2 separate regions of the Pan troglodytes genome follow, and region 2 is linked to region 1. A link is a contact called in public Hi-C data. All regions are on one chromosome and are shown on one strand. The core of a region is the stretch at or near the end of the contact, and the rest is flanking DNA. Distances in the headings are between cores, read along the strand shown.

What was found. A called contact is a pair of places that touch in the nucleus more often than the background predicts.
Region 2: a contact with region 1 is called in a Hi-C map of stem cell-derived neural progenitor cells, with 2.6 times the contacts expected there. The contact joins two enhancer-like sites. A contact is called at or near these places in 2 of 7 Hi-C or Micro-C datasets (blood and stem cell-derived neural progenitor cells) and 1 of 1 datasets of contacts at active chromatin or transcription factors (stem cell-derived excitatory neurons).

The regions. Positions count from the first base shown.
Region 1 is chr4:43,746,857-43,751,177 of NHGRI_mPanTro3-v2.0_pri, forward strand. The region is part of intron 2 of MRPS27 (mitochondrial ribosomal protein S27); the gene reads left to right. Among named protein-coding and RNA genes, the nearest start is that of PTCD2, 19 kb to the left of the region's middle. Within about 2 kb of position 1,370, at least 8 of the 24 cell types and tissues checked have an H3K27ac peak or open chromatin away from gene starts, as enhancers often do. A contact at or near this core is called in stem cell-derived neural progenitor cells, where this site is marked.
Region 2 is chr4:43,905,532-43,910,087 of NHGRI_mPanTro3-v2.0_pri, forward strand. All of the region lies in intron 2 of MAP1B (microtubule associated protein 1B), which reads right to left. Among named protein-coding and RNA genes, the nearest start is that of MAP1B, 35 kb to the right of the region's middle. Within about 2 kb of position 3,255, at least 6 of the 24 cell types and tissues checked have an H3K27ac peak or open chromatin away from gene starts, as enhancers often do. A contact at or near this core is called in stem cell-derived neural progenitor cells, where this site is marked.

The DNA.
Region 1 (4,321 bases), core at 120-2,619:
CTGGATTTTATCATTCCTATTGAGAAAACACCTGTTAGTATAGTTGTTTCTTTCTTTGTAATTTCTCTTTTCTTTCTGGCCACTTTTGAGATCCTCTCATTCATCGTTTTTGAAATAATAATTTTACTTTTTTGACTTGAGATTGTATACATATCCTGAATCTAGAAACCTATATTTTTTATCAATTCTAAAAAATTCTCATCATTGTCTCATCATACATTCTTATTCATATTTCTATATCTTTGCTCTTTTACAGTTCTCATTTTTATCTTTGCAGCATTCTGTGTAATTATCTGCCTTTCAGTTCACTCTCACTTCACCTGTGTCTAACCTGCTTTTTAACTTATTCATTGTTTACTTTTTACAGCTTTGATGAGGTATTCTTCACATAAAATAAACTATGCATATTTAAATGTACAATTTGATCAGTTTTGACCAATGTACAGGTGTATATGTCCATAAAGTCATCTCCACGATCAAGATAATGAGCATATGTGTCACCTGCCAAAGTTTTCTCCTATTCTTTAACCCTTTTCTCCTTCCGCTTCCGGCCCTATACCTCAAATTCCCGGGCAACCATGGATATGCTTTTTTGTCTCTATAGAATAGTTCACAATTTTTAGAATTTTATATAGTAAAGTCAACTCTTTAAACAAAATTCTCAGCTTGGTATATTTTGGATCCCAAAAGAAGAGTGGATTAAATCCACAAAGAGGCATGAGGGCTGACTTTGTAGTTTATAATCTTCAGGGGACAGGTGTCCCGGTTGTTTACTTTTTAGGGTGCATTATTGTAGTGATAAGTTTTACCTTTTCACTTCAGGTGTAGTTCCCTTAGGTGGTCCTGGCTTTACCTGAGGATCTCTGAACAAGCTTCTCATCTTACAAGTATTGGTTTTATCCTCTGTCCCCATAAGTCACTGAAACTAAAGCTCTCCATCACTGTAGATCATCACGTGCTCTCAAAAGGACTGCTCCCCTCAAAGGGACTGCTCCTCTAAACACTCCAAGTTTATGTTTCCATCTTGCCTTTGGCCTCTGACAGTTACGTCTACCTTCTTGAAAGCTCAGTCATATATTTGGGGGAAAATTGATATTTTGTTTTATTTTTATAGTAGGAGGAATTTTTAAAAGATATTTAATTCATTTTATTCCAGCAATGGAATTCCTATTCAGTATCTTCTTTGAGCTTAGGAGCAACATCTAAGACTTCTTTTGTGTTCCCTCCCATGGTTCCCAAACATAACTGACGTGCTTGATTGGCTACAATCTTCTGGGGCTATTGTTTAAGTCTCTCGCACTACCTCAAACCCAGGGAATTAGAGTCTCCCTCTGGGTGAAAAGAATCCTAGGAATCTGAAGTTTTAAAGCCCCTCAGGCAATCTGAATCCTCACCCAGGCTTGTGGGCCATTGCACTCTTACTGGGAATAGTGCAGGGTTCTCAATACAATCTTCTATATTCTGAGATCGTTAATAGTATTGCTTTCTTCAAATGGGAAGGGCATTTTTAGTATACATTTTATTTTCTGGACATACTTCCACATTGTCTGTCTAGCTTCAAGTTTTGTTAAATGAAGAATTCAAATTTCAGATCCATTTTCCCATATAGTCTGTTGTCCACAACCATCTGCCACAGTATGTATTCCTGAGGAGCTGAATAGCAAGCAAAAAAGTATCTTCTTTGGCACATCTCTTTGAACAAAACCTGGGCATCTGCTGGCCCCTCACTGAAACATGAGGTGGGATTTTGACTGTGGAAGCCCACAGTCCAGAAGCCTGTGGCGCTGGCCCTCTGCACGCCGCAGCTGTCCCAGCTTTCCTGGCCGTCCCTGCTCTGTGCAGTTTTCTGCCTCATTCATCATGGCAGTGCTATACTGTGAGGTGATTGGCCACATAATATATTTAGCAGCAAACCTTTCTCTGACTTGGAAAATGCAAATGTTATTCATTAGATGCTGGCTCTGCAGCTGTTACCTTTTCTGAGGCTCCAGCCAATTTCACTTGACTAAAGATGCCTTGGTGCGAAGGATTCACATGCAATCTTGAGTTACCACACTACAGAGGTGATCAGTGAAGCCACCTCATTCCAGAGTTTGGTTATACATTGTGCATGATGTGAAACCCACAAAGAAATGATGGGTTTTTCATTTTAATTAGGCCATAGATCCTGATCTTGCTATTTTAAGTTAAATTGTAAATTTCAGGTAGAGGGAGGTAATTTCTCATATTGCCTCTCATCTAAACACAGAAGCTTTCATTATGAAATGATCAAAAGATTTGCTATTATGAGAGAGACATTTAACATCTGTAAGCAAGTAGATTTAATGCTATTAAGTTGCCTTAGTGTGAAGGGGGTTTAAGGACTTTTTTGTTTTTATTTTGCTTTAATCACTTGGCTTCAATCCCTTTAAGATAGTCATAAGAAAAGCTAATTGCTTTCATATCGTATCAAGTTCTAAAGTTCTAAAGTTGTTTTCCCCCAGTAGGTACTGAGTCATTGAGATCAATCCCTCAGGGAAAAAAGAGAGGAAAAAATGGTTAAATGCACAACAATAGGTTTTCAACAAATACTTACTACTTGATCATTTCTGGTGTGTCCTTATTACTTGATACCAATTTCTTCCACCAGGGAGTAAACAAACCTTGGAAACCCAATTGCTTTTTTCTTTCTTCCTTTTCTTCCTTTGATTCATTTCTTTAGGTATTTACTAGGTACCTTTTATGGAACTGTTCTAGGGACTGAGAATGTGTATATTAGTAATTATATGGATTTTATTTTTAGTGTAAGAGACAGAAAAGCAACACAGATTAGCATTTATTGGTTTTTATCCTGATTGGCTGATTTATCTTTTAAAAGGCTCACTCAGACTGCTGGGTGGAGATTAGATAATAAGGGTGGGGAGAGTAGTTAAAACAAGGTCAGGAGATGAGAGATACTGGTGGCTTAGCAGTAGTGGTGATGAGAAATATATAGTTATTTTTCAAGTCTAGAGCCTGTAGGATTTATTGACAAATTGGTTATAGAGTGTGAAAAGAATGGGGTCAAGGATGATGCCTACATTTTTGGCCTCAGTAAACCAGCCAATGTGGTGGTCATTTACTGAGATAGGAAAAGCATATTGAAAGTGGAAGGTTGAGGAAATAAGAGAACATGTGATGTTTAGATACCTATTAGACACCCAAATGGAAATATCACCTATGTAATTGGAAATGCAAGTCTGGAGTTAAAGGGAGAAGTCAGGGTAGGTATGTACATGTGGAGCCAACCATCTGTAGGTGATGGTTAAAGGCGTGGCAGAGAATGAGATCACCTAGGGACCGAGCATAGATGGAGAAGGGAAGTCTGCAGTCTACTACTGAGTCCTAGAGGCACTCCAATGTTTAGAAGTCAAGAAGAGGAGATCCTGCAAAGGAACACAAGAAGGAGAGAAAAAAGAGAATATTTTGTGAAGGATAGAATGGTCAACTGTATCAAATGATAGAAGTCAAGTAAGATGAGATCAGAAAATTAACCACTGGATTTTAACAATGTGGCAGTGGTTATTGGTGTCAGTTCAATGTGTTGAAGACTGGGAGCTCAGGAGGTAGTAACAGCTGTATCTAAGATGACTCTTTTTAGCAGTCTTGCTGTTAAGAGGAGCAGAGAAAAGGAGCCATAATGGTAGGAAATACGAGGGCAAGGGAGGGCTTTTTTGTTTAACACCATTCAACCTTTGTAACAGAATGGAGGACACAGAATATGGGCACAGATGCTAGTAACCTGGTAGACATGATGCTAGAAGGATAAAGTTCTCTTTGGATTGCTTCTGTTTTCTTAGTGAAATGAGACACAAAATCATGAGCTGAGAGTGAGGAGAAGGGGAAAAAGGATATTGTAAATTTGAAAAGCAATGACAAGATGTGAAGTAAACATTTTAGAGAGTATGCTGCCTAGGATTTCAGATATTTTCAGACTCTGAGATAAAAGTGTGATCTCAGAAATACCAAGTATTCCTATGGATGTTCTGCTAAAAGGAACCAAAATAGGAATCATTCAGGCCAAAAATCATTAAGGATAACCAGAGTGCTGCTCTGATTTGTTCAGGGTAGGTATAAAAGTCACTTGATAAATTTCAATTTTTAAATGTTTTGAATAGCTAATATACACCTATAACCTGATATATAGCTAATATATTTCAAAATACAAAAGGAATAAATGCGTAAGCAATGAAGAGTCTTCTTCCCTGGATCTCCCATCATCTAATTTCTTTTTTTGGGGGGAACCTATCAGGAAATACACTTGCTTGTGTCTCCTTCCAGAAATATTTTATTGATCCTTTCC
Region 2 (4,556 bases), core at 2,005-4,504, 160 kb after region 1:
CCAAGCGTAACACTTCATGTGTCAGAAGTTCTTTATCCAGCAGCATCAGCTGTGAGAAATTCAGCGTGGGCCTGGCATGGTGGCTCATGCCTGTAATCCTAGTACTTTTGGGAAGCTGAGGTGGGGGGATCGCTTGAGGCTAGGAGTTCAAGACCGGCCTGGGAAACATAGCAAGACCTCGTCTCTACAAAAAAATTAAAAAATTAGCTGGGCGTGATGGTGGACACCTGTGGTCCTAGCTACTTTGGAGGCTAAGGAGGGAGGATCTCTTGAGCCCAGGAGTTCAAGGCTGCAGTGAGCCATGATCGCATCCCTGCACCATCCTGTCTCTGAAAAGAAAACTTAAAATTTAGCTTTGAATTCAGTAAAAAAACATTAAAAGGTAGAGCGAGGGAAAGCCTCTGAGCAGGCAAAATAGATACCACTAAGTCAAAGCACTTACAGCTCAGACTTTATACGACGGAAGACTCCTTAGGGAAGATTCGGGATCAAGTCTCTCTCTCTCTCTTTTTCTTCTTTAGAGAGGAGGTCTAACAAGCTTAGTGACTAGATTTTCCAATCCACAGCAGATTCAGAACAACAACATAGAAGGAAGGTGTACTAGATTGAACAGTATTCCCCACAAATGTCCACGTGGAAACCTCAGAATGTGACCTCATTTGGAAACAGGGTCTTTATAGAAGTCATTAGTTAAAATGAGGTCACACTGGATTAGGGTGGGAATCTTATTCAATGACTGAATAAGAAGAGAAAACACAGAGACAAACAGGGAGAACACGCCACGTGACACTGGAGGTAGATAATGGAATGATACATCTACAAGCCAAGTACGCCAAGTATTGAGCCTAGGAGTTCAAGACCTACCTAGGCAACAAAACAAGACCTTGTCTTTACAAAAAAAATAAATAAATTAGCTGGGCATGATGGTGCACACCTGTGGTTCTAGCTACTTGGGAGGCTAAGGAGGGAGGATGGCAGAAATCACTAGAAATGAGGAGAAAGGTATGGAACAGATTCTCCCTCAGTACCCCCAGAAGGAACCAGCCTTCGGCCTCTTGGAATGTGAGACAATACATTTCTGTTACTTACGCCACCCAGTTGATGATACTTTGTTATGGCAGCCCTGGGGAACTAACATAGAAGAGTACTTAGAAACAAGCACACTGAAGGTAGTTTAGAAAAAAACTACTGGCAGTGTGATATCGAGGGAGGATACCAAGACAGATATGTTTTTTAAAAGACATATGAATTAAAAAACCAGAGTTGGCATCATTCTGTCTGGTGGCAAACCGATACGTCCTCTCCAAGAAGACACTGCAAACATAAAGACATAATTCAATTGTGGATGACGTTCATAATGATGACCTTGAATTGGTTTTTGAAAGGCTGGATTCTGTTGAGGGTACTTAAACAAGGCCTCACTGTACTGCCTCACCCCATAGCCCTAAAAAGGAAATGTATTTGTTTGCCACTTGGATTGCACTAAATATTATCTTTTCTATTTGGCATCTCAACACGGCAGTGTATTCTTTTGTTACTAAATTATTGGGACTAACATTTCACATGTTCTTCTCTGGAAATCCTGATAAAATTATACAGCTTCTCTATGATACGTGCAAAGATGTTTCTACACTTAGTTGGTATTTGTCTTTCTATAGCAACTGCACACACTCACGCACACACTCACACACACACAAGAGAACACAACAGAAGAATCTATGATTAGAACTCCAGCATATGGACACCTATGCAATCAGACTTTTCACTATGGATTTCACACAACAACTAGAAAATCTTATTTTTGGAGAATGAACTATGAAGCTGGGCCAAGAATGATTATATCTTGACTTCAAATCACTTAAAAACTCTATGCCTCAATGCCACCCCTCATCTACTAAGAAATAGAATAAAAAACACAGTCGAAAATGTTTACGGACTACGGCCCATATAAAAATGACCCATAACAGTTCTGCTCCACTCTATTATTTAGCCCCATACCATGTGCTAGAGTCAATTTACTTTTTTTTTTTTTTAATTGAAACTTATGCTGGAGAATTTTTCTTGTTCTACTTGGGGAGCACTTTTTTTGCTGAAAAAAAAATCCCTTTTTTCTTTTATTTCATGTCTCCTTACTTAGGCCCAAATCTCCTTAAATCATCTTTTAAAATGAGAAGTATATAACTTTATGTAAATATATTTTAAATTGTCTTTTTAAGGTTTAACTTTACATTTGTTTCCACATAATTATTCCTCAGTGAGCTCCGGTCTCCTGGCTTAGAAACGCCTAGGTACAGTTTCCCCATCTCTTTCCTGATGATCAAGGAGGTTTCAGGTCTTCACTGTGTTAAACCACATAGCGGAATTTTGCAGACTGCCTGCCCCTCCTCCTTGCCTGATGAAATGAGGTGGATGTAGAAACACAGTCCCCCTCCACAGGCAGAGCAGATCCCATAGCACAATCCAGTCTGCACAATAAGCGACCGCCCAGGACTCCATCTCACAGGAAGATCTTAAATCACTCCCTTCCACTCTGGCTTTGAATGAGCTCCAATTCGCCTTCCACTCCCAGCCACCTTGGGGGAAGTAGGAAGAGTGAGGGTCACAGGGTGGGCACCAAGCCCAGATGGGGAGGGACACCAAACTGTCACTGGGTGGGGTTCCACAGGTCGCTTTTGCTTTTGCCTTGTCAGCATATTAGGATTTGGGGCTGGGGACTGCGTTCCAGAAATAATAAAAACCACCCATTTGGAGAAACACGTGGCAGGGCTTTATAGCCTCTGGGCCTCTCTGCAGTGCTGTGCTGGGAGAAACAGGCAGACAGTGAGAGTTCCTTGCTCCAAGATGCAGGGAAGATCAGCCAGAACCAGTGGAATGGGATTTGCTGTCGTCCCCAGTGTAATCCAGAATTAGGGTGGAAACGTTTGAAGGAGTATTTTCTCTATCTTTTTTAACCAAGCCTGTAAGTAATATGATATCACTGCCTTAGGCTTTTTTTTCTTTTTTTAAACCATGATCCTCTTGCAAACCAAACATACAATCGTCTCAGAACCTCTCCATACAAGGAATTTCCAGACAGACTGATTCTATGCAATATTTCTTGGGCTTAATGGAGAAAGTCATTCTAGGGCATTGTCCAGCTTTCTGAGTCATGCCATCAGGGTACTGAGAGGCTGGCTCACCCAGGACAAGGCCTGGCCTTTCTGAGCCTCAGGAAAGCCATGAGTGAGAAAGGTCACTCCGAGGCTACTGATCCCTAAGCAATGCATTTATGATTTCAAGAGACCCATTCAGTCCAGAGACAGGGCTGGTCTGACTATACAATACCCAGCACGAAGGCTCTGAATTCAGGACTTTCCATGTCTTTTCTAACGTGCATCAAAGGCCATTAAAAACCTGCTGAAGAAATTAAAGACTTGTAGCTACTATTAAGCTCCAACCACTTAAATCCTGCACTGGTGACCACTGGTCAGCCCCACCAGCCATGCTCAGATGTGTGTCACGGCACCAGTGTCTCTGCAGAGCAAAGGCAAAAGGGAGGGGAAGAGAGGAGAAATGGGAGGAAAGAAAGAAAGAAGCTGGAGGGCAGGAGAGGAGTAAAGCGTGGACATGTACCCCAGGAGGTAAAAGAGTTTGAGGTGGGAGTGAAACTCTGGGTGCAGGGAATGGTACCCTACACTGGCCTGGTCAATGCTCCAGAAGACACAGACACCAGAAAAAGCAGATGGAGTCGTGTGAACGTGGGAGGCTGGTGGGTATCCATGGGCAATGAGTGGTCTGGAAGCTGTAGAAGAGGAGAATGGTGCACCCCCAACCCCAAAAGGTTTCTGTCTAGAATGGTTTTATTGGGCGGTGATCCTTTGATTCATAACGACTCATACCCTGAGATGGGGATTCAGAAAAAAAAAGACAAATCCAAGATGGACGCTAGAAATAAAACCAGGTCCACTTTGATCTTGGCCCTTTTATTTTTTCATGTTGCCTAAAGTTGGTGATTTCATTCATCTGCATAGGTGTAATAGGATTGCTTCGATAATCACAGTTTTACCTCTTTCAGATGCATTCTTCTTGCTGGAAAACATTGGATATGTGTAAATCTCCTCTTTTAACATGTTCCTCCCACGTTATTTTTGTCCCAGTTTCTGTCACAATTAACTTAATAAAGAAAGGATATATTTTCCTTTCCCACGTTGCTGAAAATAAATTTATGAGTGATACTTAATAGTTGTCAGGACATGCAGTTGTTTTTCTCTCCCTTATGCGCACCTCTTCAAAAACCTCTATACCAGTGTTCTTCAAATGAAGGCTGCAATACTTTACTGTAGCATGAAATGGTCAAAGCCAGTGTTTTTTAATAGTATAGAATAAAACAGACTAGAAAATGTCATAATGCATTGCAGATAATAAGGATAGGCATTGTTTTGTTAAACTTTTGTTTCAATTTTAGATGTATGCATGGATCAGCCTGTATTTTCTATACCATGGTTAAGGTAAAAGAAGTTTGTAGGACAGGTCCTGTGGCTCTTGCCTATAATCCCAGCACTTTGGGAGGCTGAGGA